Regions from separate parts of the Hordeum vulgare genome. Here region 2 is linked to region 1. A link is a contact called in public Hi-C data. All regions are on one chromosome and are shown on one strand. The core of a region is the stretch at or near the end of the contact, and the rest is flanking DNA. Distances in the headings are between cores, read along the strand shown. Region 1 has its middle 91 kb from the start of LOC123395933. Region 2 holds the start of LOC123400085.

Region 1 (3,902 bases), core at 936-3,435:
TCCTCGTCTCGCGGGAGCGCGCGCCAGCTGCAGTCGCCGTTGTCGACGGACGCGACCCAGGCGCGAGGGCGCACGTCGTCGATGGCGAAGCAGACAACCTCGAAGCAGAGCTTGCCCGGGTGAGCGCGGAGAGCAGCGCGGAGCCGACGTAGTACCTTGAGCTGCGCCAGCGGCGGTCATCGGGCACCGTATCGCGGCGCGGGGGCGGGAGGACCGCGCGGCGGCGGGTGGCCGGGTCGAGGACGAGGAAGCGGGGGATGAGCTGCTTGGGAAGGGTGTCGGACAGGTGTGCTTCGGTAAAACCCCTCCCGTACAAAACGTATAAAGTAGAATGTATACCCACCTCTACATTATAGACCGTTATACGTATACTATATGAGGTGGATATACTTACAACGGCCTATAGTATATAATACGAGGTGGATATACATTCTACTTTACGTTTTATGGCGGAGGGTTGTACCGAAGCAAAAGTGGGGGTCGGCTCGAAAAGCACGAGGCCTTGGTGCGAGTCGTAGAGGTAGAAGCGGAAGGCGTCCTGAGCGAAGTCGAGGGAGAGGCGCGGGGAGGAGGCGTCGAGGGGAGCGAACACGGCGGGGGTGTCGGGAGACTTGGTTTCCTCCATGGGGTACGGGGGAGAGACTTGGGTTGGATGGAAGAAGTGGCCGAGTAGAGGAGGGGCGCGAGGGAGGCAGCGGGCGGCCAGGCGGCGCCTGCGGTGGCAGGCGAGGGCGGCACGGAGGAGGTCGGCGAGGCAGAGACGGCGGAGAATGCTGAAGATGTCGAACTCGGCGAGCACGTTGATGGAGACGTCCGGGTCCGGCGCCTTAGCCTGTGGCTCCACCGGCGGCGGGGGAGGAACCGGGGTGGATGAAGGTGGGGCTTTTTTGGTTCTGGTCTTCTTCCCTTTGTTCTTCCGCGCCATTGCTGGGGCTGCAGGAGGGTGCGAGAGAGGGGCCGGACGGCGGAGGGACTGCCGCACGCGGGGCATCGTTTTGCAGGACGGACATGTGATTTCCGCGTTGCCTTTTCGAATTTTGGGATGGTGGTGCGTTTGACTTGTACTCAAAATTCATGGTGAGGTCTGATGGAAATTGATTTTGCAAGGAGAGATAAGCTCACCGAAGGTCACCGGACTTGTACTCAAAATTCACTTCAGTCACTGGCTTAAGAATATCCGATACACGATCACGAAAGTCACATCCGTTAACACCGACTGCCATCACGTACGCTTTGGTTTCGTATTTTTTTGGATAAAAAGACTAAAAATCTAACGAATACAAAGCATGATGAGCAATAGTTAGCCTCTGTATAACTAAAATGTACATAATGATTAGTCGTCAACAACTCTGCCCGGATGCGCAATGGGAGGAGAGATGCGTGAGAGCTCACGCGACGCGTTCGGCAACTCCGTCGCGCCGCCCGACCCGGCAGGGGCTCCCGATGCCGCTGCCTCTTCTCTCCTGCTGTCATCGACCACCCCTCACCGTCGATGTGGACGGTGGGCCCCCTGTGGAGGTAACCCTTGTTTGTTCTCTCATGGTAGCGTGATCCGTGTTCGTCTCCATGCCATTGTTCCGCGTCCAGGCTCGGCCTTTCGCGAGCGTGTGCTCGCGTCCTTTCTTTCCTTCGTGTCCCATGATCCTGGGTCCTTCCCTGACCTGGGTAAGCCTGGCGTGCTCTAGGTCGCCGCACCCTTGCCGACAGCGTGTTTCTCGGCCGTAGGGGTTGCTGGGCTCCTTTCCCACATTTTTCGTGCCCCGGACGAGTGTCTCAAGGTCGTCCGCATCGGTGAGCTCGTCTTATATGTCGGGGTCGCTAGTCCGGCGATCGTTGCATTCCTCGTCGCCGTTGGCCGTGGCCTCATGCCTGCCATTAACCTCTCTCTCTTTGTGTGGCGTGGCGGAGCATGCGTGGCACCAGCCAGGGCTTTGGCCCGAGCGAGGCGAATTGCTGCCCGTTGCCACCCACCGGGTGTAACTGCGGCCTCTAGCCGCGCTCGCCTCAGTAGCCTTTTGGGCATTTGGTGCCCTGTCCCCTCCAGAGTTAATAGCCTCGGTTTGCTCTCCGTGCCTCTGGACACCGTTTCGGCTGATGATTCGCCGAAACCCCCCTGCGAATCGATTGCCCATCCTACTCCCGATCTCCCGACGGGATTGGTCGTGCCTCCCAGCGACAATGTGGGCGTCGCTAGCGGTTGTCCGTTGCGCATTGATTGCCTGGAGGTTGACAGCTCCGCCGCGGTGGACCCAGTTCTGTTTACTTCCCCGACTCCCGCGGGGAAAAGTTCTTACAAGGACGCACTGCTTTCACCTGCCTTGCATAAAAAAAACCTCGCGCTTCCTCCCTCCTCTCTCCCCAGCTGGTTGTTTTCGCTGTCTCTCCCCCCACCATCTCGTCCGCGACCCCGTTCACTGCCGCCGTTGCCGGGTCTCTAGGCATAGAGCAGGCTCGCCTCGCTGTGCCATGGCCTCCCTCCGCCGGCTTTCGTCCCCCGTCGCGGCCTCCGCCTCCTCCACGCGGCCAACCTCCGTCCCGACTCCGCCCCTCCTCCTCCGCCTCCCTCCCGCTCGTCGTTCGCCCACTCCATACCCGACGGTGTGTGCCCGCTCCTCCAAACACCTAGCAAGCCTAGCCCTGCTTGGGGTTCGAGTTGGGAGAGGCGAGCTCCCTTGCCCCTGCTGTGGAGCCGATGGACGCGGTGCTGGTGGAATCGCGTTTCCGCGATATCTCCACGTTGGAGGTTGTCTCCTCGCCGCCTCCCTCCCAGATCCCTTCCTCGCCGGTGTCCAGCCACCTGGAGTCGGTCGCGCCGGTGCCACGCAACCCCGACCACGGCCAGGTTGCGGGCTTCCCTGTAGGACAGGGTGGGGTGGCGCTGGCTCGGGCGACGCCCTCTCCTCTCTCGTGGGCTCGTCTGCCACATCGGAGTCGTCTAGGTCCTTTGGGCACTCCATTGATGCAGAGTCCATGCGCCCAGACTCGGTTGAGGTTTTCATGCCTGAGGGTGACTACACAACAGTTATTAGGCTGGCGGTTGTCACCATTGAGCCGCCAAACACGTTCCATAACGACACGACGATGGTTCAAAGCGGCCGTCCTTCGCTCCATCAGCCACCTCCTCCTAGAGACGATCCCGTCGTCGATCGGCGCCATGTACCTCCGGCTTGCCTCGGTGGTGGATTGCGAGGAGGCCATGGGCCACCAGCCCTTCATGCATGAAGGCCCCGCATCGAACTCCACCGCGAGGATGTGTATGGGCGAGTGGACATGCAGTTTGGTATGTGTGCCCTGTGGCGGCCACTTGCTTCCCCACCGAGCACCTGAACCCAAAAGGGATTGCTGCGGCTTTTGCTCCTTTCGACCGGGTGCTGGAGGTTGATCCGCTGGTGCTGGCGGGAAGGGAGCCTGCCACTGTTAGGCTTGTGGTGCAGCTCCGGGGGCCGTGCGATGTGCCTTGTGACGCCTGGCCCATTGGGGGCAGATGGGGGTGCGTGTGATCTCTCTTTGGCTTGTTCGTGCTTGGGCGGCAGGCGACTCCTTGTCTAGAGACAGTGTTTACATCCCGTTCTTCCAAGACCCACCGCCTTCTTTCGCCCACAACTACCCTCCTCTCTAGGGGATCACCGCGGGGCGTGGGTGCGGTGGAGTCGTGCATGCTTCTGCTGCCCGAGGGCGTGGGCGCGGCGGAGGCCGCCATCTCGCCTCGATGCCGCACGTCCTTGGCGCGCCGCCCCTTCCAGACCCCTTCCATGTCAGGTCGTGGGTCGAAGGCGGTGACGAGCCGTGGCGCCTCATGTTGGCTCGCCCCTCTCCGCCAAGAGACGTCTCACCGTCTCTGGGCTCCACCTTGAGCTTTGGCTCGGGCATTTTTAGCTCTGGGGTGACCATTGTCGAGATTG
Region 2 (3,902 bases), core at 931-3,430, 160 kb before region 1:
TACTCCTTTCTTGTATCCTTTTCTCCATTCTTCATTGACATGGGAGAAAAAATGACCCAAGGACGGCTGCAGAGCAACAGGAGGATACCTGGATAAGCAATCATTTTATGTCATGAGTAACACTTCACTTGCCCACCGAGTCAGAAGCGACACAGGACACAGAAAATTCCAGAGAGAGAGAGAGAGAGTACTGGTGTGGGCTGGAGAGCGTCAGTATAGTTTCAACAGCTGATTTCCTTAAGCCTGGGTGGACAAGAGCTGCTCGAGCCACAAAACCACCCATTGAATGTCCAACTAGCATAACATTTGATGGCAAGTTACCAGTAGAACGAACACCATCCTTCGATCGTGCTAAATGAGATTCTTTGTATTGATCAAGGATCTACAAAGCACAGAACAAATATGCTATGAACATATTCAATGAAACATATTGGGGAATAATAAGAACTAGCGTGTTCTACTTCACAGGAACAAAATATGGAAATAGGAAACTGTGTGGATTTGTTTACAAGAGCACAATCATATCGGGCATTCTAAAATTCAATACAGTGGAATTGTCCTGATAATAGAAGTTCTACATTTTGCAGTTACTCCCTCGTTTCTTTTTCCAGGGCGTATTTGATTGGTTAAGACAAGGTTTTGGCCAGCAATTACTTTCACAAAATGTTGTTTATGTGATACAAATCAAATGACATCAATCTTATGTTATAGAAATTGCATACAAATGGAGTAACTGTTGGTCAAAGAGTTGTCTTAACCAATCAAAATACACTATATTGTGCAACACAGGGAGAATAACTTATGACTGAAGGGGCCATTGCACTCTATGCTAAGTGCCTAAGATCATATCTTACAAGTTAGAGTTGGTTACCCTATGGATGGCATAGACAACATATTCAGTATGCTCCTCAAGTATGCGACCATCCATTGCAGAGTGTTCTCCTTCAAGATCAACAGTAAACCAATCCAGAATACGGCCATATTGTGATGGAAGGGAAGAATCTTCCAGTTCAGATGCACTAGATGGTTCCCGATAAAAGGAGGGCTCAAGTGGGCCGTTTTGATATGCTCGAGAAGATTCTGCAGCAAATGAGCGAACCTGGATGCATAGCATGATAAGAAGAAGAAAGAATGGCAATATCATCAGTACAGCGACGACAAAATAAGCAAAATTACAAGTCAGACAACTTGTTATTATTGGGCATCTCTCAGTCAGTACTACGCATTCAGTTGGACTATCTTTCCGAAATGGCATCCATGTCCTTCCCCGCTGAAATGCGGGTCAACGTATTGTTCCCAGAGTAAGGTTACGAATGAATAAATTAAATATATGATAGCAAGGTGCAAAAAATAAAGAATATGCAATTCTATTCCATTTCTAATCTATCGGTGCCATACGTGGCTTTTTTAATCCAGTACAAGTTTAATCTTAGCTCTTTACGACTCATGAGTCATGAGGCACCGTTCGTGTTCAAAGTTTAGTAGCATATCATCATGTAATTTTGCAGTCTATAAGTGAGGACATGTAAAACAATCGTGAAAGGGGCCTTCACCTGCTTGTAGCTTCCGCCGTTGCCGGGAATGAAAAGCACGGGCACGCCATCGAGCTTGCGGACGCGCTCCTCGAAGTCGATCTCCTTCCACCCCTCGTGGTACAGGAACAGGCCGTACCTGTCGGAGGAGACGTTGTTGGGGGCGTGGATGGGGATGTAGGTCGGGTACATGTAGGTCATATGGCACCCGTTTGGCGCCGGGCGCACCAGCCTGTTGAGGGCCACGAGCGTGATCCAGGCGGAGAAGAAGACCACGGCGCCCAGCCTGCAGTTGCCGCCGAACCCAGCCATGCCGTGCGTGGATCGATCGAATCCTGGTCTCGCTCACGAGCTTGGCATGGAGCCGCGGAGAAGGGCGAGATTCGAGCGGATACGGGGAGGCTCTGGATCGGAAGAGGGGATCTCGGGGTAGGGATCCGGTGGAGGCCTGCGGAGGCCGGTGGTTCCCCCGCCAAATGTTATGTTACGACGCGCGCGAGGGGTCTCCGGGGAGGATGAGGCGGGGTCGGGGCGGGATCAGGGGGAGGTGTGGTGGGAGAATGGCGGGCGGAGATTTGGAGGAGACGAGGCGGCGAGATGGGCAATTTGGGGGGAAACGATGGGAGGTGCGGCCGCTTTGGTTGAATGGAGTTGGAACCTACTGTAGGGCCTATCGGCAGTGGCTTGTCGGATCTGGAGCCACTTTCTGTTTTCGGAGGATACAAGATTGACACTCCACACGCTGTGCTGTTTGTTTATTTCGTAGCTTCTCTAGAAGAAAAAAATTAGGGCTGTGCTTTTTTTTCTCGGTTGAAAAAAGCTGTATTCCGTAGGATCAGAGTTTTTTTGGGACCATAGGATCAGAGTTGCATGCAGCTGGCAAAAGCTCATCGATACAAAATAGGTAATTTTTTAGCCAACAAGCAGTGCTACACTCTAATCATTTTTCTGTGTGAATGAAACAGCATGGTTTTTTCAATGAAAAAAAAAAGTTAATAATGGAAAAGAAAGTCACAAAAAGACACAACAAACCGGAAGGATTCCAAAATCTTTGTAAAGAGGCCTCTTGAAAAAAAAATGAAATAATCCCTCAAGGTCATGCAAACCACGGTTACATCGTTCTTCTCTAGAAACCGTCGTCGGAGCACTATAGAGAAAACCGAGGTTTTAAATTGTAGCACCCAAGGACGAGGAAGCACCACCGCACCAAATGCTTTATGAACCGATTAAGCAACCTGTCACGAACGGCGAGATTGAATACCTCGTGCGATGTATACATGGTTGCCTTGGATATGATCGCAAATATTACATATGCGTATATATTTGAGGTAATTTCTGATAAAAGTTATGCAATAATTTATTTATATGTTATACAAAATAAAAGTACTTCACCCCTTTTTGTTTCATACCTAAGCTATCGGACACTTGTACAATCCACGTTTGAAGATAAGGGAAAAAGAAACATTTAGGTGTTGTTCAAGAAGTTCTCTCGTGTCATTTTTAGCCTAAGAGAAGGTAGAATCCAACAGTATCACGTTTTATATTCAGATTCAGACTGCATAGACATACATGTCTCAAAAGCAAGAACTTTTGCATCCGAACTCCGGATTGGGTGATTCTTTTTTTGTTCGAAAGTAGATTTCATGTACTTTTCAACCCAATTGAATTCATCTTCAAATAAATACGCATATGCAATATTTGTGATCATATCAAGGTAGCCATGTCTTCATCATTGTGGCTCATCGGCGAAGATCTTATCCATGCCCCTCGAACCCCAGTACCTTTCGCCATCAACCGACATAGTTGGAAAAGAAATGCAAGCCCCTCAATCGTCGTTCTCAAACCTGGATCTATTTAACCATCCTTCTATGAAAGTCGTTGACGTCACAAATTGAAGAAGCAGCGTTCGTCGACTCCCAAACGACATCGCAACGGAGCTGAGATTGGAGGAGAAAAGGTGACCGGCATGCGGTCACCTTCGTCGCCTTGCCGACCACGCAATGACGAACAAATTCTATGGGTGCGCAACACCATCAATAACGCGTGATCCCGGGTTATCTGTCGTCACCACGGACACTGTAGTGGTTGAGAATCTAGAGAAGCTTTATTCTAACGTGACGCTGCCACCATCACCAATATAGCGTCCCCAAGAAACCTATTCATATATGTATGTACAAGTCGGGCTCGAACCGGTGTTCCACCTTCCTCTCGACGTTGGAGCAACACACGGAGAGCGAGGGAACTCGCGGCCTCGTCGGCGGTTACCTGGGGGAAACTCTCGCCTTCCTTTGCCTTTTTATATAAAAGAGGGGTAGAGAACAATATCTCTAAATTTTCGTCAAACGACAATGTAATCTAGTGTTACGCGTG

What was found. A called contact is a pair of places that touch in the nucleus more often than the background predicts.
Region 2: a Hi-C map of leaf shows a contact between it and region 1, with 2.7 times the contacts expected there. The contact joins the promoter of LOC123400085 here to the enhancer-like site in region 1. A contact is called at or near these places in 2 of 6 Hi-C or Micro-C datasets (leaf and an unstated tissue) and 1 of 1 datasets of contacts at active chromatin or transcription factors (embryo).

What each region holds. Positions count from the first base shown.
Region 1 is chr5H:367,181,659-367,185,560 of MorexV3_pseudomolecules_assembly, reverse strand. It overlaps the pseudogene LOC123397525. Among protein-coding and RNA genes, the nearest start is that of LOC123395933, 91 kb to the right of the region's middle. Within about 2 kb of position 2,185, at least 3 of the 3 cell types and tissues checked have open chromatin away from gene starts, as enhancers often do. A contact at or near this core is called in leaf, where this site is marked.
Region 2 is chr5H:367,340,598-367,344,499 of MorexV3_pseudomolecules_assembly, reverse strand. It overlaps LOC123400085, which reads right to left and starts at 2,180. Exons shown (of 18, transcript XM_045094489.1): 1 at 1,554-2,180; 2 at 872-1,099; 3 at 192-382; 4 at 1-88. The coding sequence starts at 1,844.